Regions from separate parts of the Capra hircus genome. Here region 2 is linked to region 1. The links are chromatin contacts, called in public Hi-C maps. All regions are on one chromosome and are shown on one strand. Each heading gives the region's core, a stretch centred on a gene start, on an enhancer-like site or on the middle of the called end of the contact. The rest is flanking DNA. Distances are from core to core; before and after follow the strand shown.

What was found. A called contact is a pair of places that touch in the nucleus more often than the background predicts.
Region 2: a Hi-C map of blood shows a contact between it and region 1, with 5 times the contacts expected there. The contact joins the enhancer-like site here to the promoter of RPS19BP1 in region 1. A contact is called at or near these places in 2 of 5 Hi-C or Micro-C datasets (both in blood).

The regions. Positions count from the first base shown.
Region 1 is chr5:109,877,479-109,884,602 of ARS1.2, forward strand. RPS19BP1 (active regulator of SIRT1) reads right to left here and starts at 2,937. Exons shown (of 4, transcript XM_005681089.3): 1 at 2,767-2,937; 2 at 2,485-2,613; 3 at 110-207. The coding sequence starts at 2,818.
Region 2 is chr5:110,316,157-110,323,280 of ARS1.2, forward strand. No RefSeq gene overlaps it. Among named protein-coding and RNA genes, the nearest start is that of TNRC6B, 8.0 kb to the right of the region's middle. Within about 2 kb of position 3,170, at least 4 of the 5 cell types and tissues checked have an H3K27ac peak or open chromatin away from gene starts, as enhancers often do.

The sequences.
Region 1 (7,124 bases), core at 1,687-4,186:
GGACCCACCAGCCACCTGCCACCCTAGGCTCAGGGCTGAGACTCCCAGGGATCCCCGGGACAGCCTCAGCTTCCACCCCCACTTCCCACAGCCCATCCCCCTGACGAACCTGCCTGGTGATGGATTCGTCCACTGTGCTTCTTGCACTGGTCATAAACCTCAGGTTTACTCCAAGGTAACCTCGACGCTCTCTCTTCCGGAACTCAGCTGTGGAGGCAGGGAGGGTGGTATCATTCCAGATTCACTCTGTGGAAGCCTTCTGGGTCCCCTTCTGACACCTCCCCACTTCACCCCCACCCCCCAGCCCTGCTGAAGGCCCCATCATCCATTCCCCATGTCACTGCAACAGTCTGGCTTCTTATGTCATAACCACATTCCACATAGATCCCGCTCAAAGTCCCCCTTGGTTCCAGCTGCTCAAGTGATTTATTCAACAAATGTGTCCTGGGCATTTACTGTGTGTCAGGCACTGTTCTAGGTGCAAGAGCACAGAGCCGGAAACGGCAGAGCCAAAGTCCTGCCCTCATGGAGCTTCCATTCCGAAGGAAGAGAGATGGTAAACAAGGCAAACAGTAGTTCAGAAGGTGGACGTTTTATGGAGAAAAAAAGAACGGCAATCAGAAAGGAGGAATGCAGGGGATGGGGGGAAGGTGGCAATTCTAAATAAACAGCAGGCTCTGAGAAGACCTGAAATTCACTGAAGGAAATCCTGAGCAAAGACTGGAGGAAAACAGCATTAAACTGTGGGCGGAAGAGCATTCTGGACAGAGGGAACAGTCAGTGCAAAGGCTCGGAGGCAGAAGTGTGACTAATGTGCTTGAAGGAAGCGGAGGGGTGAACCTGAGGATTGGAAGCTGGAGGGGGCAGATCTTGGGGGGCTTTCAGCAGGCACGGAGGCATGAGAAGAACTCAGGCTTTCACTGAGGCCGATGGGAGCCCCTGGAGGGTGCAAGGCAGGGTAGAGACAGGTCTGACTTAGGATTTTACGGCATCACTTCAGCTGCTATGCTGAGAACCAGATGACTGGGGGAGGGGGAAGGAGGAGGCCAATTAGGAAGTTTTTGTAATAATCCAGGCAAGAGACGGTATAGCTCCGACCAAGGTGGCATCCACAGAGGTGTCCTTTAGGTTGGCCCTGAGAGCCCTCACTCATGTGCCATGGCAGGGTGGTGGGATGGGGTGGGGATGGAGGGGGTGCCCACTCCACCCTGGAATCACTGTGGCTCAACCCAGGCTCACTTCCCTGATTTCACACTTGCTCCTGTTGTCTTACCTCCCCGAGACTCAGTTCTTTTAACAAATACCTGAACACCTTTATACTGCACCAGGCCCTGGGGAATTGAGGCTTCTCTTGTGGCTCAAGACAGTAAAGAATCTGCTTGTAATGTGGGAGACCTGGGTTCGATCCCTGGGTTGGGAAGATCCCGTAGAGGAGGAAATGGCAGCCCACTCCACTTTCTTAACTGGAAAATCTCATGGACACAGGAGCCTGGCGGGCTACCGTCCACGGGGTTACAAAAGAGTCAGACACAACCGAGCAACTAACACTGGGGATTTGAAGACACATTAGGAGCTCAAGTCCTACCACAGGTCAAAACATCAAAACACCCTGCCATCCTGCCCACACTGTTCAAGTCTGTACATCTCATTAAGTGTCACCAAATCCCTCAAGATGCTCCCTCCATCCTCACAGCCAATCCACCACTGACGACCATCAACACAGCTTCCATCTGCAGGACTCTCTTGTTATCTCTGCACTGTCACCGGTGCTCACCTTCTGCTTGAAGGGACAGGTGGGAGCAGGGCTCTGGAGACACACTGCCTGGTTTCCACCTGTACCATCTGGGCAGGGGTCTGTTTCTGCATCTGAGCAATGGGGGTAATGACAGCGCCGACCTCACAGGGTTGTGAGGAACAAATGAGCAAACATTTGTCAGAGGCTGAGAACAGCACCCAGAGTGTTAACTTGTATTAAACGCTCAGTGTCTCACCCTCCTTTACTGTATGTCACCTCAACCAGGCTTCTTTCTTTCGACATTTCAAAGATTAATAGTAAACTTCTGATTCCACATATGCCAACAGTATACTTCCCCCAGCTCATTCTTATACTTCCATCAGGTCTGTGCTTAAATGTCGCTTCCTCAGAGAAGTCTTTATTCTAAGTCCCTTTCAAAGTACCCTAGTTTTACAGCACAAATCTCATCACAGAGACCCAACCTGACCCAACCCAAACCCAAAAAGTTTGAAAACGCTGATTTTGAAACTCCTCAGTGTTCTCTCCCCACTAGGACTGTAGACCTTGAGGGTCGGGACGATGTGACTCGTTCATCTCCGTGTTCCCAGGACCCCGCTCCGCGGCCGTCGCACGGCAGGTAGTCTAGAAACGCCTGGGTAACACGTGAAGCCCTGACTCCAGCGCCAGTTCCTCCAGGGCACCGCCCCCGGCCCCCGGAAGCAGCGCGTTCTGCCCCTTCCCAAGCTCACCCAGCGCCGACTTGGGCACCTTTCCCTTGGCGGAGTTCCGCAGTTTCTGGGCCTGGGTCGCCTTCGCCTTCCGGGTCCGCTTCATCGGAGCTTGGCTCGGTTTGGTGTGTCCTGGAGCGGGGCCGGGGGCTGTAAAGAAAGGGCTCGGGTCGGAGGGCGCTCAGGGTTCCCATCCCACCGAGGCTAAGACTGGTTTGGATCGTTTGGCGCCCTCGGGGCTCCTGCCCCCAGCCCCTGCCACCTTCCCGCCTGGCCGAACGTCCTCGGACAGAGCCTCCTTACCCTCAGGAGCCCCCAGTAGCTCCAAGCCGCGCCGCAGCAAGGCAGCCGACATAGCGGCCCTTAGTTCTGCCCACAGAGCTCAACTACTTCCGCCTTGGCCCCCGAGGTGGTTTCGGCGGAAACCTGAGCCAGAAGCAAAAGTTCCACAGTGAGCGGACGGAAGTGCCCACCTTCCTTAGACCGCATGCGTAAGGTTTACTAATCGGCGGCAAGGGGGCGGGATCTGGAGGCGGGGCCAAAGCGCCAAAGAAGCATTTGTTGTCCAATCGCAACCCAATCAACCGTTTGCGAGACAGGCGGCACCTTCTCCCGGAAACCGCCCGCCAGTAACTCAGCCTCGTAGGTAAAGCCTCTGCGGTCTGGCTGCTACGTAGTGGACAAGGCCGGTGAGGGGACTTAGTATTCTCAGTTTTTACGAAAAAGGGAAATATGTTTTTGGAAATATTTTTTCATATACTTCAACCAGAGCAACGTTTACTTCGGCGTGAGAATCCAGCTGTCTTGCCTTAAGCCAGATATTAAAGATATTTGCAAAAACGCAAAACAGTATCAGTGGGTTTTTAAAAAAACTATTTTGTTTGGTTTTGGAAAATACAACCATTTTCATTAAAATACATCAGTTACGTTAATATGTGAGTTTGTTACTGTTATTTTAAATTAATAAATATTTTAAAATGTATTTGTTTTATTTTCTAACGTGGTAACTCTCATTAGATAGTTACATATGCAGAAGCTCTTTGGGATTCTGACGTTTTTTAAGAAGGAAGAGGACCTTGGGCCACCTCTTGGGTGGCTCAGTGGTAAAGAATCTGCTGCCAGTGCAGGAGACACAGGAGCCACGGGTTCGATCCCAGAGTCAGGAAAATCCCTTGGAGGAGGAAATAGCATTCCACTCCAGTATTCTTGTCTTGGAAGATCCCATGGATAGAGGAGCCTGGCAGGCTGCAGCCCATGGGGTTGCAAAGAGTTTCTTAGATAAAATATCGATAGTTTGAGAAATCCTGGCTTAGAAATTAGTGCTCTTCTTGCTGCGGGGAGGAGCCCTGTCTTGTTCACTGCTGCTGCGCTCCTAGCCCAGTACCTGGCATGCAGAAGGCACTCAATAAATGAGTGGTGAATGAATTCGGAGTACAAACATGTTCTGAGGGCCTTTTGTATACTAGACGCTGTAGAGTGTAGGACATGGAGGTGACTCAGTTGCTCCTGTGTGAATGAACCTGACTAACCTCCACCAGCTTGTCCAGAAGGGAGAGAAATGCCTAAACAAACATTAATAATAACAAAGTACCTCGAGGTGCTATTTTCAGTGTTTTACATTTGTTGGCTCACTTACACCACCCCCCTCGCTCTGAAGTAGAAACCACTGTTTCCCTCATTTTATAAATGGCTCAGAGGGGCCAAGGAACCTATCCAGGTCACATCGATGGTGTCAGAGCTGGGAATAAAGAAAGACCATCGGGCTGGAGCATTTATGCATTGCTGGCCTGTGCCAACCACCCAGGATGCGGTGTGGGTCAGGAGGCCTCTGGAGAAGAGCTGGCAGTGTGGGAGGGGAGTGTCCGGGCCAGGAGGACCCTGTAGTGGGGGCCTGTCCCTTGGGACAGGTGTGGCCCTGAAGGAGCAGAGGGCTGGGTGGTTTCGTTGGCATCAGGGCCACAGATTTGCCCTGAGGGCTTGGTGGGGTGGTGGGGGCAGGGGGGGGCGGTCCCAGCATTACAATGATGTCAGACAGGCTCTTTTTTCCTGCTTCTGAAATGGCCAGATTTTCTCATTTCTGTTATTATATATTCATTGGAAGGACTGATGCTGAAGCTGAAACTCCAGTACTTTGACTACCGGATGCGAAGAACTGACTCATTGGAAAAGATCCTGATGCTGGGAAAGATTGAAGGCAGGAGGAGAAGGGGATGACAGAGGATGAGATGGTTGGATCGCATCACTGACTCGTTGGACGTAAGTTTGAGTAAGCTCCGGGAGTTGGTGATGAACAGGGAAGCCTGATGTGCTGCGATCCATGGGGTCGCAAAGAGTCAGACACCACTGAGCGACTGAACTTAACTGATACATTCATGTAGTGTTTATTGAATGTTTCCCCACCCATTCCTCAGTATAAACTCTATGAAGAAAGGCATTTTTCTTTATTCACTATTACATCAAGCGCCTGGAACGGAGTCTGGCATATTGTAAGTGTTCCATAAAGGTACGAATCAGAGAGAGGAAGGCAGAGATGTCCAGGTCCACTCAGTGTGGGATGAGTGAGTCTGCCTTTCAGGAGGGCAAAGGACAAAGCCCGACCGTATCCCCTTTCTCCTCCCGACGTGGGATGGTCAGCACACGGTCGTCGTCTTGGAGGGTTTGCCAATGTCCTAAACAACCAGTGGATTCCTGTAGCATCTCCGCCGGCCTCCAGAGGGGACAAGCGGCCACTCTGGCCACTAGGTGGCGCCGCAGGACCACTTTCTCCCATCGCGCGGCCGGGCAAGCTGGTTTGCCACTGTCCAGGCTAGGGTGCTGGAGCGTGGGGTGGGGACATCCCTCGGAGTCAGCTGGCTCTTTGTGGTCAGCCCTGCATGGCCCTGGCTTCCTGCTGTCCCTGCCCCGTGGCCTTCCAAGACGGTGGGGAAGTCGAGGCAGAGCCACCAGGTTGGACTGTCCAGTGGGGAGATAAGGCTTTCTTATGGAAAGGTGTGCAAATGAACAATGGGGCATTCACCCAGCCCCTTAACAGTCAGTGCCTCAGTTTCCTCATCTGTTAAATGGGGCTTGCTGCTGCTGCTGCTAAGTTGCTTCAGTCTTGTCTGACTCTGTGCGACCCCATAGGTGGCAGCCCACCAGGCTCCCTTAGCTCCCTGATAAAGTGGGTAGGAGGAGCCAGTAAGTTAATACTGATAAAGCTTGTATTACCCGACTAGAAACTGGGGAGGAAAGTACCCCACGAGGGTTCCTGGTGAATTTTACAGCCAGGTCTGCCCCACTCTGATCAAGAACGAGGTGCCTGCAATTGGGCACCTTAGAAGTGCCTTGCCTGTCCTGGTCCAGCTCCAAGAGGGCAGCTCCCTCCTGCTCACTCCCTGACCCTGGGGAGTGGGGGTGGGGGTGGTCCTGAGGTCTCACAGGTGGGTTTCTGTCCTGGCTGCCTGACTTCCCGCTGCTTTCCTGCTCTCAGCCTGTTTCTTCATCTGTTAGTGGAAGCGCTGGGCTCCTGCCTGAAGTGAAGTGAAAGTTGCTTAGTTGTATCCGACTCTTTGAGACCCCAATGGACTGTATAGTCCATGGACTTCTCCAGGCCAGAATACTGGAGTGGGTAGCCTTTCCCTTCTCCAGGGGAATCTTCCCTACCCAGGGACTGAACCCAGGTCTCTTGTATTGCAGGCAGATTCTTTACCAGCTGAGCCACCAAGGAAGCCCAAGAATACTGCAGTGGATAGCCTATCTCTTCTCCAGCGAATCTTCCCAACCCGGGAATCAAACTGGGGTCTCCTGCATTGCAGGCAGATTCTTTACCAGCCTGCCCTGACCCTTCTCTGGGTGTCCCTCTTTGCCTGCTTGGCCCAGGCCCTTAGCTGCACAGAAGAAGCACCCAGGTGACATGGCTGCCTGCTTAGCCCCTGTTGCCCACGTGCCCCATCCTAGTCTCCTTCCTGGCCTTTCTAGAGTCAACTTAACCTCACCAGGCCTGGGGGTGGGGAACCTCAAGGCTCAGAGGGAGGTAGGGTCTTCTGCAGAGTCACAGGGTGTTTTAAGAGCAGAGGGAGGACAAGGACCCACAACTCTGAGTCCTGATCAAGAGCATGTGTGAGTGTGTGCATGAGTAGTCCATTTTGAAATCTCTTTCTTTTTTTAAAAAAAGTTATTTGGCTGTGCTGAGTCTTAGATGTGGCCTGAGGGATCTTCAGTTGCAGCAGATCTTTCCACTGTCCAGGAACTAGGTGTGGGATCCAGTTCCCTGTCCAGGGGTGAAACCTGGGCCCCCTGCACTGGGAGGAGGGGTTGGCCACTGGGCCACCTGGCAAGTCCCTGTGTGGCCTTGAATTGCGTGTTGGGGGGCACCCAGGATCTGGTGACTTGCTTTTGCCTCCCCCTCTTTGTGTGTCTCTTTATCTCCTCGCCTTTGTCGCTGACTCTGTCTCTCCATGTCTCTGTCCTCTCCTTCTCTCCCCATCTCCGAGTCCTCTCTGTCTCATCCTCAGTCACTGCACTGTCCCCTCACCCCCACCCCAAGCTCCCAGCCTCTCTCCATCTTCAAACTGAAAACCCAAATGGAATTTCCAATTGCCTTTTCCGACTGGTGATCGCTCTGCCGCCTGGCCTCTCTGCCTCCCCTCCCTTTCACCTCCTGCTCCTGCCATCAGTGGCTT
Region 2 (7,124 bases), core at 1,920-4,419, 440 kb after region 1:
GGAAGTTGCCAAGTGTCCCTGGGGGTTAAAATCATTCCAGTTGAAAAAGAGCTCTTTGAGCTCAGTTGAAAAGGCCACGTGCTCCTCCTCCCTGGGCTGCTTTCCTGGGCATATCTCCTGCAAAACCATTCCTTTTGTTTGACAGGACACTTTGGCCCAGAGACTGGTTGACTTGCCAAAGATTTTGCTTTCTGTGACTGACATAATAGCATCTTCCATCTTCATTCTAGTTACCTAGCTAAGCTTGTCCCCGCCTTGGACTCCCCGGAACAGGTGTGTTTATGTGCCATATCTGTCTTACTCCACTCAGCCCTGCCACGTTTCCTCCCAGTCTGTTCCCCTTCCTTCAGTCTTGGTTAAAGTCCTACACAGACAGCACCATTGGACATTACCTGTGTGTTGCCCAGCCACGTCCCCACCTCCAAAGGCAGCCAGGGCTGACAGCAGAGAGACATCCGCCCTCCTCCGCGCGGGCCAGTGAGGACTGCTCCTTGGGGTGCCGTGACATGTTCTGAGTAAACATTGACGAAGCCCCCTTAGCAGCTAATTAGCCCTGCCATGAGCTGTGCGTATAGTTTATTGCCTGGCTCTGCGCCCCGTCCCTCCCGCCTGGAGGACCCAGCGGCTGTCACTGGCATCGTCTGCACTGCTGTTGCAGCAGCAGCAGGAGGTGTGGTGCAGAACAGGCACCCTGGGTTCAGGAAGCTGATCCAGGCCAGGGTGGAGAGGATGCACACCTTAGGAAGTGGTGGGGTGGATGCTAGCGTGTTCTCTGGGGCGCAGGGGTGGGGAGGCAGGGAGGAGGGCATCACTAGATCAGCCAGAAGGCTTTAAAAGTTGGACAGGTCTGACTCAACCCTCCTCTGTGAAGCTTCTGCCCTCCCGGCTCTGAAATGAGGAAGGCCCTGCCTCCCACTCCCCCACTCTATGCTGCCTGAAATGATACCCATTCTGTGCCTGGAGACAGGACGCCATCTTTCTGCCTCACCGTCGTATCTGCAGTATCTGCTTAGTAACGACTCATTTGATGATTGAACACTTGACAGCCATGTGATACAGAGAATAAGTCAGGCTCATACATGTGGGTGGTGTCAGAGGCTCCAGAATTGACCATGACCTTGCAGTCTTCTTTTTTTTTGGTTCTGACGCACGGCATGTGGGATCTTAGTTCCCCCACTAGAGATTGAACCTGTGTCCCCTGTGTTGGAAGAGCAAAGTCTTAACTACTGGACCACCAGCGAAGTCCCTTAGACCTTTCAGTCTTATTCCTGACTCCTGAGACTGGACAGGGAAACCAAACAGAATTTAATTTCTTAAGGACTTTGGAGTCCTTCCTGATCAAATCCTCTGGGAAGGCTTTTCCTTTCAGCTTGTGTCCTCAGTGGACAGTCTTCATTTCCCAATGGCCCAGGTCTCCAGGCCTCTCTGGCTGCTCAGGAATGACCCTGTCTGCGTGCTTCTTGCAAAGGCTGACACAAAAACAGAGGAGAAGATGGGCTTTGAGGTGAGGAAATGTGTCCACAGCCATCCAACAAGTCAAGGGCTCGAATCTGGTTATTCAGACCCTCCTAGGACACTGTCACTGCATCCCACGGTCTCTTCCAGTGATAGCCACTTGTCTGCAGCCACTAGAAAGCAGCTCTAGGGACAGATGTCCATGTCGTAGGAGACCCACTGGGACCTGTTCCGGAAGTCAGCAAATGCCTGGGGAGCCTAGAGGAGGAAGGGAGAAAAGGCAAGAACAGGCTGCATGCCTGCAGAGGCCACAGTCCTCTGGGCACAAGCATGGGAAAAGCACATCCCATCCCATGCTAAGAGCCAAGAGCCATGCCTGGGGGCCCTCACTTCCCGAGGAGCAGTTGGACTCCCTGGCTCATCTCCTCCTAGAAGTCTTGGAAACTAGGCGATTGGACAAGGAAAGGCATTTCACCGCGGTACCTGGAAGGCTTTTTTCATCTGTTCATTCAGTGGATATTTATCGCATGCCAGGCCTGAGGATGAATGATGAGCAAGGGAGTCCCTCGCAGATTTAGCATGGGGACCCATCCTGCTTGCTGTCATCTTCACTGAGGCTTGTGGCAGTGAGAGGACAGAGCAAAGGGGGCAGGCTTCCCCACTCTGGCACACATCAGCTAAATGACCCAGCAAGCTGCTCCGCATCCATCTGAGTACAACAGGGATACTCTTGGTACCATTCTGCTGAGGCCAGGCGGAGTGAAGCACTCAGCTCAGTGGCTAAGATAGATGGAGAGCTCCGGGAGGGCTGATGCCTCTGGTGGTGTGACTCGGAGGGCGGGTGGGGGTAGGGGGGTGGGGGGTGGGGTGGGGAGCATTTCCCTCCTGGGACATTCTCTTCTTGATGCTTTCCCCTGCTCCCTCCCGGGAAAATGGCCACTTTCAACGGTGAGTAGTTAGCCCAACACAGGCTTTCCCAGGTGCCTCAGCGGCAAAGAATCCGCCTGACAGGCAAGGAAACACAGGAGAAGAGGGTGGATCCCTGGGTCTGGAAAATCCCCTGGAGGAGGAAACGGCAAGCCACTCCAGTATCCCTGTGCCTGGGAGATCCCACGGACAGAGGAGCCTGGTGGGTTACAATCCATGGGGCTGCAAAAGAGCCAGACACGACTGAGTGAGCACAGTATACAGCTGGCACGTGAGGTTAAAGCCTGGTCCACCTGGAAGAAGTTTCCAGGTCTAGTTTCTCAAAGAAAGAGGAAGAATAGTTCCAGAGATGCCACGCGGCGCCCTCTGTTCAGGGCCAGAGCTCCTCGGTGCCCGCTCACCCCACCCCACCCCAGCTCTTGGCGTTTGTTACTTGCAAGCCTGCAAGATGGCCACCGTCTTAACTGGTTGTTCAAAAGTCCCAAACCTTTCTTGACCGATTAGTTTGGGGTAAAGATTTTTTTTTAATGTTTGTTTGGCGACTCCTTCCTATATAAAATACAAATGAAACCCAAACCAAGGAAATAGCACATCAGACAGGGCCGCCGAACCTCTGGGCCGGTCCCGAACCCTCCATGACGCTCCTGACCCTCCCCAGCTTCCTTCTAACCCTTTCCGCGCACTTGCCGGCCACGACAACTGCCGGCGTCTCCGGGGCACGGACCGGGAGGAGCCCCAGCGCCGGCCTGGGTCGCGGCGCAGGACCGGAGGCTGCAGGTCCGGAAGGAGCGCCCGGCTGAGGCTCCGCGGGGCGATGCTGACCCCTGGCGGCCGCTCGCAGAGCCTCGCGTTCCTCCTGGGGCGACGAAGGCAGAGGCCAGGGCTCAGCAAACTTCCTATAAATGGCCACAGAGTAGATGTTCTAGGCTTTCAGGACGTGGCGGGTAGAGGGTCGGTGACGACCACAACCGCTGCAGTAGTAAAGCCTGAAAGCACTGTGATTGCGAGTGGGGTGGCTTTCCAGCGAAACTTTGTCGACCGTGAAATTTGAATTTTGTATCATTTTTGCGTGTCACAATATTACCCATCTTTTCATTTTCCCACCCACTCTTTAAAAAATGTAAAAATCATTCTCATCTCAAGAGTTGTGCAAATATAGGCAGTGATTGGATCTGGCCTGCAAGCCAGGTGGACCCCTGGCCACTTTCTTCCCACTTCCCAGCTCTAATTGCCAGCTGTCACCCCTGCGATTCTTCACTGCTTTGCCACTGCTCTGCCAGGAGAACTCCCCCAGCCCGCACCCCCAACAAGATTGCTGCCCCTGAGCCCCCTTCCTAACAAAAATTCTGGGGTTGTTGGTTTTCACCCATTTCATAAGTTCGTGTAAGTGCCCTTACATTTACGTAAGGTGCCCAGCCCTGTGCTGAGGGCCATAATAACCAACATGTGTTTAACATTTGCTTTTGTTCATCTGTTAGTTCAAACAAACTTACTGAGAAATTCCTGTGGCCCAGGCACTGTACTAAGAGAGACTTGGTCTCTGCCGTCAAGGTGTTGATAACCACGTGTAGAAGATGGACACAAAAGGCAAGCATGATGGTAGAGAAGCAAAGGGGGTGTAGCAGCCCAAAGGAGGCACTTAACTCAATCTGGGGGTAGAGGTCAGGGAAGGCTTCCTGGAGGAGGAGGTGATCTCTGAACCAACACTTGAAGAGTGAATGAGAGAGGGGAGAAGGAGGCAAGACATTCCAGGAAAATGTCCAGAGCCTAGAAAGAACTCTTTCAAGAGACTTTTAAACACCAAAGACAGTCTTCTATGTCCTTCAGTTATAATATCTGCCTTCAAGTCCTCTGCAGTCTGGTGGGGAAGACAGGCTCATATCACAAGCTGTTGTATGGTTGTGGGGAGAGATTTAAAGAAGTTTTCTCTCCAGCCTTGTATGATCAGTGAGCCTCAAGAGTGTCAGTCAGGGTTAAGTCAGGGCTCTGAAGCTATGAACAGTCCCTATGGCCAGGCCTGGGTTGGGTCTAACTCTACACAGGGAACTGAGATAATCTAGGGAGAGCAGATGTGGGTGGCTTCTCTACTCCAGAAGCCCCGAGAGGAACAGGGGCTGGACCTGAACCTTGAAAGAAGTGTACACCTCAGAACTGGGGAAGGAGGAGAGGGGAACCGAGGCAGCAGCACCCTCGCAGGCAAACTCACTGAGGAAGGAATGGGTGTGGCCCTGCTGAGAGGCCACCAGGAAGTCCTCCTGCAGGAGGGAACCATCATTCCAGTGTGGATCTCCCAACCACCTCAACCAACAGGTGTAAGTTTCCTCAGCCCTACCAATTAAAAACCGTGACCTTGGACAGTTACTTAACCTCTCTCTGCCTTAGTTTCCTCATCCGTCCTGACCTCATAAGATTGCTATGAGGATTGAATAAGTTAATACCTATATAATTACACAGCAGGACATGGCACTGGGGCCAGCTTCATGAGCATGCAACTTGAGGGCTCCCAAGGGTCCTGCACCCAGAAGGCAGAGGGTCCCACATTTGATGTAATGCTCTGCTCTTGCTGTCTTGAAATTCTTAATAATTCTGGAACAAGGAGCCCCATGTTTTCATTTTGCATGGCCAGTCCCGGCTGGCGTAGCATGTGCTTACAAACTTGGGGTCTTATTATTACCTTCGAGTCCAGAATAACAAATCTGATCCAGTACCCTTATTTTAGAAATGAAGAAGCTGAAGCTCAGGCAGTTTATATGACTGGCACAAGATCACACAGTGCGGCCTGCAGAATGAAGGCTGGGGATGGAGAGATGAAACTGCAATCTTTGAGGTGGAGGGAGGACAAAGACCCTGCTCTCCATTCCCTCCGCCCCTGCCTCCCCCCCACCCCACGCCCCTGGAAGGCAACATAAGGAGAAAAGAGAGACAGACTCCTTAGAAGGAGCTGAGAGAAAGAGCGGGTATGAAAAAGAGCATGCACAGTTGTAGAGGTAGGAGGGGAGCTGGCTATTTTGAGGAACCCAGAGAAGATCCTCAGAGTAAAACATAGTGGTGAAGCCATGGAAACAAGGACTGAGAATGTCTCTTGGATCTTGGCCACAAAAAGGTCATAGATAAGCTTAGAGAAGTGGGTCTCAGTGGAGAGTGAGAGCTAGAAGCTGGGAGACAGCAAGGTGGTGGTGGAGATGGCCACAAGGCATTAAAGAAGCCGAGGAAAGGAAAAGGAAGGGAAAGGGCAGGCAGGCAGGCAGGATGGCTATCCTGAAGGCAGTGGAAGCGGAGCCAGGTCCCAGCTGGATGCAGAAGAAGGACCATCAGGGGCAGTAATTTTTTTTTTTTTTTAATGTAGAGTTGGTCTTTGCTTTTCTTTCTTAAATTTTATTTATTTATTTTTATTTGGCTGTGCTGGGTCTTTGCTGCTACGCGTGGGCTTTCTCTAGTGTGGTGAGCAGTTGCTATTCTTCGTTGCCACGTTTGGGCTTCTCAGGCCGTGGCTACTCTTGCTGCAGGGCAGAGGCTCCAGGCGCCAGATGCAGCCGTTGTGGCTCGAGGGCTCAGGAGTTGTGATGCATGAGCTTAGTTGCTCCACAGCATGAGGAATCTGCCTGGACCGGGGATCGAACCCATGTCCACTGGCAGGGAGATTCTTCACTGCTGGATCACCAGAGAAGTCCTTTTAAAAAAAATTATTTATTTATTTTTGGCTGCATCAGGTCTTAGTTGAGGTGCACAGGCTTAGTTTCCCTGCAGCATGTGGGATCTTAGTTCCCCAACCAGGGATCAGACATTGGAAGGCAGATTCTTAATCACTGGACCATCAAGGAAGTCCCAGAGGCAGTAACTGAGCCAGGAAGGGGTGCACCTCTTTCCCTGAGTCTGTAGGGAAAAGAGGATGTGGTTGAGCTAATAAAGGCTCCGAGGGTGACTCTTCATGGGCGCTGGTTATCTCTCCAGCCGAACTGTGGCAGGTCCAAGGGTAGACACCTCAGGACAACGTAACAGCAGGGGAAAGAACTGACTCACTGGAGTCAGAGGGCCTGGGTTCAGCTGTGAGGTTATTAACTGTGGTGACCTGCTGCAAGTTAGTCACCCTTCAGAACCTCAATTTCCCTACCTGGAAAATGGGGACAACCATGGTTGTTGTGAAGATTAACTGCTGCCATGATCCACGTAAAGCCCTCAGTACAGTGTCTGACACATAGCAACCGTTCGCCAAAGGGCAGCTGTTATTTACAGCACATCTGGTGCTCCTATGAATCTCCCTGGGGGTCATGCTTTGGCCAGAAGGCGTTGAGGGGGGATGGGGGTGTCCAGGGTTTCCCTACAAGCTTTTCAGGAAGTGTGGTTGTAAGAAATGAGACATGATTTAGAAGCGGCATAGTTTCTGTCACAAGGGCTTTGTTACACAATAAATGCTACCAAATGTGTAATAAATGTTTATGAGCACGTCCTCTATAATCAGCACTCTCTAGAAACTTCCCCTCCCCCTAGGTGCTTGGCCTTGGCTGTGGCCACACCCACTGCTCAAGTGAGCCGTATCAGCTGCCAGCTGTCCTCTTGTCTTTTGAATTCAGTGCTTTTTACAGGGACTCTTCCCATGATTATAAGTTTGAGAACCGGAGACCGCTTTACAAACACTTCCCAATGTCTCGCAGCAATGAGAGGCCAGTGCAAAGGGTAAAGGGAGTTTTCCTGAGCCATGGAAATCAGAAGGGAGCCGGTCCAGCTGGCTATGTCACCCTGAG